2 separate regions of the Hordeum vulgare genome follow, and region 2 is linked to region 1. A link is a contact called in public Hi-C data. All regions are on one chromosome and are shown on one strand. Each heading gives the region's core, a stretch centred on a gene start, on an enhancer-like site or on the middle of the called end of the contact. The rest is flanking DNA. Distances are from core to core; before and after follow the strand shown. Region 1 holds the start of LOC123426959. Region 2 has its middle 30 kb from the start of LOC123430394.

Region 1 (5,107 bases), core at 2,345-4,844:
AGACCATTAGTCCGATTGCACCTATACTATTACTCCACACAAGATCGATATCCAACATGCATATCAAAGTATTAAGTTCACAAGAAATATAGTATTCCCTCCGTCCCAAAATAAGTGTCTCAACTTTGTACTAGCTCTAATACAAATTTGTACTAAGCTTGAGACAGTTATTTTGGGACGGAGGGAGTAACACATTAAGCAAGACGACACAATGTAGTCATGAAGAAATCTAGCAATAATACTAAACCCCGTCATTTTATCATTAGTGACAACAATACAAATATGCGTCTTGTTCTCATTCTGTCACTGGGATATAGAAATCATCGCAAGGTTGAACCCACTACTATGCACCACTCTCTCTGAAGATCTACCAACCAATCTTGGATGGAGAAGACAAGTAGATGGGAAATCATATATAGCTATTTAATTATACAACAAAGAAACTTCAAAAGATTTAATATGATTTAATGAATAATCTGATCATAAACTCATAATTCTTTGTGTCCCAACAACACACGCTGTAAATTTATATTGTATTGATCCCAACCACACAAGGAAGAAGGGGAATATGGTGTTGAAGATCCAAAAATAGAGAGAGACCCATCTTGCTACTACTATGAATCTGTAGGTCCTATAGGAACTACCCATACATGGTCATGGATGCAACAAGGTTGATGAAGAGACTTCCTGCAATGGCTTCCCACCCCATCGGAACTCGAGAACATGGCTCCAAATGGAATTTCTTGGGAACATATGTTTGCGACGGCGATACAATTCTTCTAGAGGTACAATGGATGGTTTGAGTACTTATATGGAATTATGACGGTGGAATCAGGTCAAGGCGGTAACCAAGGGCCCCACATGGACATGTGGCGCAACTAAGCCCTTGGTTGCGCCATGTGCCCATGTGGCTGGTTGGTGGCCCCTCTCGACGCTTCGTGAAGTTTTAGTGTTTCTTGTTGCCCAAAAAAGTCATGTTAAATCAGCAACATATTTTGACCTCTGTAAATACTGATTTCCTGTGAAACAAATAACAAGCAGAAAAGATGAACTGACAGTGGACAATAAATTAATAGGTTAGTCAACATCCAGGATGCAAAATAAGTTATTTTTCATCTGAGGTAATTTTACGATTGTTTCATACATAAATTACATATGATATACAAATAGTTACATTCATATTGATTCACAACTTAAAATTTGACATAAAAAAATATGGGTCGAAAGACCTGAAAATTTGTTTTTTATGTACATTTTACACTATAATTTTACACTCATAAATATACGTAACATAAAATAATTTTATGGTGATTATGTATTTTATTACGTTTCCTTTTTATGTGTTAAGTAAGATAAAATTTACGGAACGTAAAAATACAGTGCATTGATATTAAAATAGGAAGGGGTGAAGAATAATTATTTCTCACTCAAGGTGACAAATAGCGCTGAAGCGACTGCAATCAGTGTTGCACGTTATGTGTTGGGATCTGATCCCTTCTCTTTCCTCTTTTTCAGTTCCTATATATTCGGTTGTTAATTGTTGTTTACAAAAAAGTTCAAGAAATAGAAAGACTCTTTGATAATTGACATCATCCAAAATTCAATAAATAGAAACCTTATCTACAAAAAAGTTCGGATCTCGATGCAAACAAAGGGTTCAGATAGCAACCACCCTAGCTAGTGTTGATAGCAAATCCATGCTATATATATATATATACACACACACACACGACACATACAATGGGGTGAGATCTTTGTTCATTCCTTGGACAGGTGAGACGAAACAAACGACATATCAATTCCCATTTAATAGTAGAGATATCTTCATCATTGCGTTTTGTAACTCAAGCTTTTTAAACATTCTATACACCAACAAGAATTCACCATAGTAGTGGCATGTGACTACTCTAGGAACTAGCAAAAAAATATATTAGTCATTGATTTATGTAAAACGATAAGAACTGTTAGGAACATATTATGAACTGTGATACCCCTATGAAGACTACCAAAACAATTTTATTTAAATGCATTTTTTTATATAAGTTTGAAAGCAATTTTAAAAAATAAGCGATCCAACTAACCATATTAGTGGATGTACAACCAAAACATCCAAATTCAATTCTGTGTGAATTTGAATCCGACGACCTCTTGAAATCGAAATTTTGGTGGCAACCTCTCTACCGCATTCCTTAACAATAAAAACAATGTTCAAAAGTGAAAAACAAAACAAGGAAATCAACGCTGGTTGGGAAACTATCACGTGCACACGAGGGACACTTGGGTTCGACCATTAGGCTGTCGGTCTATGCTCACGTGGTGGTCGCTTGGTTGCGCTTGTCATGCTTGCCCGCTCATCGCTCAGATGCGATCGATCACTTCATTGTTCACTTTTGAACAATAGAATTTGTTGGTTTAAAAATAAAACTGAAAAATCATGAAAAAAAACTTGAGTTTCTAGAAAAAACACAACGATTTGAAAGTAATGAATTTTTAAAAATTATGAATTTGAGAAAAGTTGATGAGTTCTATTTTTCTATCAATTTAGGAAAAATCCACGAATGTGAAAATGTACTCACTTCAATATAAATTAGTCGATGCTGCTTTAGTACAATTTGTACTAAAGGAGCCCGTTCGGCAACTCTCCAGCTCCTCGCTTCGCAGCCGGAGCCAGTAGAGCTGTCCCGAAGAGTCGCGCTCCGTGAATCGATAAAGATGGAGCGCTCCATCGATTAGGCTGATTTTGAAGAGCTAGCCTGGTCCCGCTCCACGAAGACAGAAAATTAGGAGCGGCATGAAATTACGTGTGGATGCCACCGATAAGTAATAACGAACATGTACGACGCTGTTGAATCTCACTCGTGTCTTTTCTCTCCCGTTCGAGCTCCTCGCCATGGCGCCCGAACCCTAGACCTCCACATCGATCGAAGTTAGTTGCCGTCCGAATTAATCTCTCCTCCGCCAAAACTGGATGACGAGATACCGAATTTCAGTCCACCCCCAGCAAACATACACCTCTCCACGTGCTAGATCTGTTTTGATTTCTTTTAGAGAATCTGGATCCATCTTCCTGCTATTAGCAGGCTGCATCCACAAGAAATGGGCCGGCAGCCCAACTACACATGAAACAGAGGCACGGATCGCTACCGAACGGTTCCGAGCTCAAGCTAGCGATCACGGGAGCGGCTCCTCACTCGCCTGGAGCGGAGGGCTGCCGAACGGGTCAATATGGATAGGAAGGAGTATATGAATTTTAGAAAAAAGCTTTTGAAAAATGTTCACAAATTTGGTAAAAGTTCATTAACTTGAAAATGATAAATTTATAAAAAGGAAATAAAATGCAAAAACAGTAACCAGGAAAAAACCCCGACCGGAAGCCTGTAGAAGCTTCACAAAACAGTGGCTGAAAATCTTTCGTAAAATAGGACCCTATATGGGCTGGCCCATTGTACGTGGTGGGTGTGCCCCATGTATTACAAATAGGGCCGGCGAACTGGGCCTTATACCCGGGCCTCGTTTCTTTGTCCTCGCTGTCCCCGTCTACTACTATACAACACTTCTTGGCAATTAGCATATCTTCCGTCGCCGCCGCCGCCGCCGCCGCCGCCTCCTTCTCCCCCAGCCGCCGCCCCCGACCCCGACCAACCCCACCGACCCGCGAGAAACGCCCTCGCGCCATGGGGCGACCAGCGGGCGGCGCCTCGGCGTCGAAGAAGCCCAAGGCCAAGTCCAAGCCGAAACAGCGCGGCGGCGTCGACTTCAAGGTAAGCACCGCGACCGTCCCCTGAAGCGCTCCCCAACCCCCAGTCTCCGCTCGGAGCCACCGCCGATACTAACCGTTTAAGCTCTTGGTGGTTCGCAGAAGTACAAGCACAAGGTAGGGCGCAAGCTCCCGCCGCCCAAGAACGCCACCAACACGGAGATCAAGTCCAAATGTGAGTCGAGCTTAAACCTGAGAATGGTTATTTAAAAACTGGGTGCAACGGTACGGTTCTTATTTTAGGTTTGATTGGGCTGACCTTTTTTTAGTTTGGTTTTGATTTGGGTATGTGGAGCAATTTGGATATAGTTGGTTATGTAAACAGTTTGGTTATTAGCTGTTATAAACTATGGGTCCAAATTGGTTTCTAAGCATTGGTTATGTGCAATAACCAATGACGATCGAGAACGAGTATCTTTGATCCGCATGCATGCTGTAATGCACTATGTAATTATGTATTATGGAGAAATACCACATGAAAATCGGAAGTGTTTGCTTATGCTTTGGCTAAGCAATTTGGTTTTAATACACTTGTCAGTGAGCTTTTCAGCCGTGGGCATTTTCTTTTTGCCTCTTGTTGTATGCTGACTGTATTTCAAGGATAACTTTGTTCCCAAACTATTGTAGATACACTTATGCCTTTTTCTATCTCATTTGCTTTTTACCCTTGCTTTTTAACATGTCAATTTGTGCAATCATATGTACATTGAAGCAAACCCATAGTTATGTACTGGGTTTAAACCCATGGTTATGTATTGGGTTTAAATTGGTTTGGGTGAAAATAATAATGGGTTCACTTTTGGTTGGGCTGAAAATGACATTGCCCAGTTCTTTTGTCAGAATCTGGGGATTCTCCCAGAATCTGACCCCTCCCCAGCTTCTCCCAGAATCTTGGAGCCTCATTTATTTTACAATCCTATCTAGTTAGGGTCTAATTAGCTAGGATTGTAAAACAAATGGGGGTCAAAGATTCTGGGAGAAGCTGGGGAGGGGTCGGATTCTGGGAGAATCCCCAGATTCTGGCAAAAGAACTGGGCATTAAATGGTCATGGTTCAAATATGGTTTTGAGAGATAAATGTCTGGGTATGGTTCAAGTATGAAACCATTCTCAGGTTTAGTCGAGCTACATTGCTAACAGTAACTTGGTTCTGACGTGTGTGGAGGCGCTTAACTGGGGTTACCTTTTTTGTGCTTGTTTGCGTGCAGTGATCGTGTTGCCAGAGCAGACCATGGCGTCGGAGAGGTCGGGCATGGCGGTGAACAAGCGCGGGCTCACGCTGCGGGAGCTCCTGCAGCAGACGGTGCACTACAATCCCAAAGTGCGGCGAGGTGAGTTGCCCCTTACCCTC
Region 2 (5,726 bases), core at 815-3,314, 670 kb before region 1:
ATGAATATTGTTGTGGGAGGCAATTTACAACACATATGATGTTAAAGAAAAAGTTACATAAAAATGCACGCAAAGAACACGCATCATACAGATAAGGTCATAAGGTACAACGTGCGATCCTTTGCCTAGACACAAGCTTTTGCCTAATAAAAACTGGGAATATTTTTGTAAAACACAAACATTTAAATACATTCAAAAAAGATAAAAGGAAAATTCCAGATCAACTGAAAAAAAGAATAAACAGAAAACTGGACCAGAAGTCCGGAACCTTCTAAAAGGTTTTCAGAATAAGAAAACGAGGATTCACATTGTTGGGGAGCAACTAGTTGACGAACGCTCCTTCGGGAGCTTCCCAACGATCACTCCTCCGTGCTGTCACTTAGCGTGTTCTCAACCGCTGACACGTGTCGCGTTTTGAATGTTTTTTTTGAATTTTATTTATATATTTTTTCGCACATATTTTTGGCTTTTCAGATGACTTTTATTCCGACTTTTTTTTGTGTTTGGTTTTTCACCGGTCCTTCTTAGTTTTTGGATGCAAATAATTAAAAACTGCATGAAAAATGTGTTTTTTTTAAATCACGACTTTTCTTGCACGAGAGGTACGGATTTGTTTCGGCGAGAGGCACATCTGTGTCTCTCGAAAACGAAAAAGACAACGAGTTTTTTCTATTCCTCGAGAGGTACGGTTTTGGTTTCGCAAGATGCACGAATTTGCTTCCGCGAGAGACACGGCCATGCCTCGCGAAAACAGAAAACAAAACATGTTTTCTTTTTTTCCTTTCTCAAGAGGAACGGTTTTGCTTCTACGAGAGGCACGGCCGTGTTGGCTCTCTTTTTTTCACGAGAGGCACGACCATGCCTTGCGAAAACAGAAAACAAACATGTTTTCTTTTTTCCGTTCCTCGAGAGGAACGGTTTTGCTTCTACGAGAGCACGGCCGTGTTGTCTTTTTTTTTTTCGCGAGAGGCATGGATTTGTTTCCGCGAGAGACACGACGCAAATGAAAAAATGTGTTTATTTTTCCTTCCGTAGTCTGGTCTTTTTTTTCGTCAAAATCTATCAACATGTGATCTAATTTTAAAGATTTCGACGCGTGAAATCCAACGATGAAAATAATTCAAGATTTGAACGCACGATTTAAAAAAAAAAATATTTTAAAAATACGAATCTAGGAAAAATTGTCGGGCCGTCGGGCTGATGTGCGCTATAACCCAGAGAGAGAGAGATGGGCTAGGGGCCGTTCGCTATTCACTACGGTGGCAGGCAGCCCGGCCAAACGCCGGTTTTGCACCCCAGGCAAGAAAAACAGCTGTTGCAGGCTGGCTAGCAGCGATGGTGGGGAAGGGGAATATCCCTGCCCTGCGGCGTATGTAACGGTGGATGCAGAGACAACATGTTCCTGTGTCCTCCCAACCCAAGTGCCTGCCCGTCCATGCCGGGGACGGGGACGGGGACGGGGAGCATGGGATTGGGACGGGAGGACACTCCACTGCGTTTCGTGTTGGGACATCTTTCCTGGGCGCAGGCCGGCCGTATCTTTCACTCAACCGGGTCACGACGGACCCCCTCTTCCTCTTCCTCTCCGGGGTCCAATCAATGACGGCGGTGGCAGCGCACGAGAGCAGAGCGGCTTTATGGCGCCACATGCACGGGCATGGCTGCACCTGCACGCCTCGGCCTCCATCTCAACATGGATGGACATGTTGCTCGGATCCGAGCACTTTGCTACGTACCGTACGCACGGTTCCAACATCAACGCATCGTGTACCGGTGCACGTACGTGTGTCTCTCGGTGCCGGCCTTGCCTCCGCAAACAAACAAGCTGCAATCGGACATGATCCATCCCGTCCGTAGATCTGACTGGCCAAACCCAACCAACACACACACACATTCCTCCTCCTTTCGGGGACACGCATGCGGAGGCAGCCAAACCGGAAACAAAAACAGAGGGAGCAAGTCAGGGAGGCCTGGCGCTGCAGGCACCGGCACCGGCACCGTACGCACACAACACGGGACGGGAGAGGGGCTGCTCTGCTCCATCCACACGTAACTTGAGCAGCACAGCATCTCATGCGACTTGTGAATGTGAGTGACCTCCCACGTTACACTGCCCACGGCCACGCTTCTCTTAAATCCTAAAAACAAACCAACAAAGGGATCCAAGGCGGGCGTACCACCTCACGTGACCCACGTCCCTTCTCTTCCTTCCCGCTCCACGCACGAGACCTTCTTTTCTTAACCAAACAACGTTGTCAGTTCGAGATCTTTCCCTGGAGAAGGATTCTCACTCGCTCACACCGTATCGGCCGACTGTGCGGGCGGACAGCCGAATGATTGGGCTGCCTCCCTCCCTGCCTTGCCTTCGCACGCGCACGCTATGGACTTTGCCCCAGGGTCACATGGATGGCTGCCGATTCTTCCGCGTCCCTTCCCTCGTGTATCCGGCCTTTGGCTTCAGCATGGTGTGCTCGCTGTTGGTCAAACCTCAAACGGTGCACTTCATCACATGCCAAAGTGCGACCTGGGCGCGATGATCTCCATCGCTTGTCCCTCTCCCAAGTGAAGGTGGACTTTTCCTGGTACTAAAATAGTACCTATAAGTAAACATGAAAAGGCCAACAAGATGTGTACCTGCCTTGCCTTGGTGTGACATATGGCCATGGCCTCAGCTTTCAACATCCAGGATCTCTTGGCTCCTATTGGTCAACCGGGGGTTAAGAACATTTTTGAGTCTGACATCTGGCTCGGCGTTTGCCAGTATTGTATGGCCGTGAGATCTTCCGCGTAAGCTTTCCTTGTGGCTGAAGAAGGTTCGGTGTGACTAACAGTATTGCTTACAATGTTGCTGATCATGCATGTTTCGTTTCTATAGTATCTTTTGGTTCAATAAAGGTGAAAAGAAAGAAAGACCAACAAGGGTTAGTTGCACCTGCAGATCTCATGTTATACCTTCCCTCTCCCGAAAGGGTTTCTAAAAGTTATGCAGGCATCTTCTGGAACTGATTACGGACACTCAAGCTAATGTGCGACTCAAACGTGATAAAACAACATTATCTCATTATCTAAAGGATTGCCTCGATCAATCAAAACAAATCTAATGATGCGTGCAATTTTTGGCTTTATTTCCTTCACCCTTCCATTTGTGTGGCTAGATTCACGCCCCTGTTCAGTCGCACTATATGTCATTTAGTAGTGAGTAGTATTTTTTTGCAACTTTAAATTTGGTAATTGATATAATTCATTTGCCATATAATTAACTGAAATATTAGATTCGTCAGTAAAAAGGCTTTTATAATGTCGACTTGTGCACCATATCAATATCTAAAACTAGGGGTGCAAACAGATCAGATACGAATCAGTTAGTGCCTCGACCCCTTAAATTCTTTTTAAACGTTCGTGTAAACCATCCGGTCACTGCCCAGTCATGAAAAATCGATCCAGACGGACTCCCCAAACGGACATCAAACGTCCGGGCTGACCGACATCCTCCATTTTCACACCAAATATGGAGTAGATATGAGGGAGCCCGGGCACGCCCGCGTGACTGCCTGACCCACCATCGACCCCATCGACACGTCAGCCCGGCCCACCACGTACCCCACTAAATACCTGAATCGAGAAAACCATAGACATCCGGCAGTTCACTCTCCGTCCACTCCACTTCCCCTCCCCACGTTCTGATTATATGGCTTGCGACGGAAGCAACTCCAACGGGTCGAACATCGATGTGGAGGAGGTGGCCCTCCGCAAGACGGCCCGAGCGACGGTGGATCTGCATCCTCCGGGCCCGTCGCACGCCAAAGGAGCGCCGATGGTGGTGGATCTGCATCCTCCGGGCCCGTCGCACGTTGACACAGCGCCCGACAACGTCGCATGCCCTTCCCGCGAGGCGTGCAGCTTCGGTCGCTCCTGCTCCGGGAGGTCCTCTCTAGGTCAAGTACGCCGCCCACGTCCACCACCTTCTGCTCCGAGAGCGGTGCTCGGCCACCGCTAGGTCCTCGTGCCCGCGTCGGGGACGGGGTGCATGAGGAGGCCAAAATCCAGGGCACGTGCAGCCCGTCGCGAGCGGCAACGGGCTAGGGAGAGGGGGAGGCGCTCGCTGCGCGACGCTCGACCTAAGCGCGCCTGTTGACCCCGAGGATGCGCTCCCCGATGACGTTCTTCGTCGCTGGCTAACGACGACAGAGACGGATGCGCGTCGGCTACGCCGCAAGAATGCCAAGGCGCTTCGACTGGCCATGCAGTTATCGGAGCACGAGGCGGCGAAAGAGGCGGCGGTGAAGGTGAAAGCAACCCACCACGCGGAGGAGCAGGAGCGCCTGCTCCGCAGGCTGTCCAGCATGCTGTGCAACTCCGGCTCCGATGACAGCGACGACGATGCTCCACCGCACGTCGATGCCTACACGAAGGAGGGACACAACCGCGTGGACGACCGGAAGGGGAAGTGGGCGGCAAGGAAATGGTGATTTCCTCCGCCCTTCCCCGTTTTGTTCATATTTTAATTATGCTTAAGTCGTTTGCAGTATGAATTTTCCGATGAACTATGATCTTTTTGGTCGGCTGGTTTTATGTTGGACCGCTGATTGGTTGGAAAGGCGTGGTTTGCCAAATTACGGTGTTTGCCCTCTTTACAAAAGGGAGCAATAAACTGGTGCTCGACACTTATTCAAGTGTCGCACTATTAGGCTTTTGGGAATTGTCAACGAGAAGTTTGGGCTTGTTCACATGGACAACTCCACTTGACACTTAAAGAGCCCCGTCATTGATTGGTGAGATAACAGACCTGGGCATGGGCAAGCCAACCCGGACGACCCGACCCGATCCGACCCAGCCTGAAAATTCGGCCCGAGCCGGGCCTGATCGTGCCATCGGGCCGGACTTGGGCTTGAAAAGTGAGCCTAACGAGCACACCGGGCCGGGCTCGGGCTTGTAAAAAACTATTTCTAGCCATGGTCGGGCCGGACCAACCATGCTTTATCAGGCTTTTCCTGGCTCGGGCCCGATTTATTAGCCCCGACGGTCGAGCCGGGCCGGGCTCGAGGCCTGAGTTTGTTAGTTCGGGCTTTCTCAAGCCCGGACTGAAACCCGGTTCGGTCCGGGGTATGCCAGGTTTACCTGTATGTGGTCCATTTGTAAAACTTCATTCTTTTTTTTATTTAAGAGAGCAGGCAAATCTTCCGCCACTGTTTAAAAAATAAACAGTATAATAAACGTCCCTACACTCTTCTTTCAAAAGAACGTGTCAAGAGTTTTTTGTTTGACTTTCTGAAAGACAAAGATGGTACATTTTTTCCTGCCCGTAGGACAAACCATTGCGCACTAGATAAAGAAAACATCATTGTCTGGAAGCATTCCACTATTTTTTCTCTGATGTACACGGACCGTACCACAAAATCCAGGATGACCTGGAATTGGCGCCGGGTGGTGGAAACCGGGGTGCGCCGGCCGGTGAGGCCTTGGATATTTCTTTGAAAAAAGTTTAAAATAAACCTTAAAGTTGTAGACAAAAGCTAAATTAAATTTTAAACTTTGAATCTTTGAAATTAACACTTGAAACTTGTAATTCCGGTCTATTTTAAACCCTAGATCTGTTTGTCACACCGGGGTTCTAGGAATACCACAATCCCGACCAGGATAACCTGCTAGTCTGGATAAAATTTGAGCCGACCCACTAACAACAAGAATTTGTGAAGTTTAAATAATGTTCGCATATTTTTAAAATT

What was found. Hi-C and Micro-C count contacts between places; a contact is called where the count stands out from the background.
Region 2: a contact with region 1 is called in a Hi-C map of seedling, with 4 times the contacts expected there. The contact joins the enhancer-like site here to the promoter of LOC123426959 in region 1. A contact is called at or near these places in 2 of 6 Hi-C or Micro-C datasets (leaf and seedling).

What each region holds. Positions count from the first base shown.
Region 1 is chr2H:517,715,660-517,720,766 of MorexV3_pseudomolecules_assembly, reverse strand. It overlaps LOC123426959, which reads left to right and starts at 3,594. Exons shown (of 21, transcript XM_045110880.1): 1 at 3,594-3,761; 2 at 3,860-3,932; 3 at 4,965-5,087. The coding sequence starts at 3,675.
Region 2 is chr2H:518,382,304-518,388,029 of MorexV3_pseudomolecules_assembly, reverse strand. No RefSeq gene overlaps it. Among protein-coding and RNA genes, the nearest start is that of LOC123430394, 30 kb to the left of the region's middle. Within about 2 kb of position 2,064, at least 3 of the 3 cell types and tissues checked have open chromatin away from gene starts, as enhancers often do. A contact at or near this core is called in leaf and seedling, where this site is marked.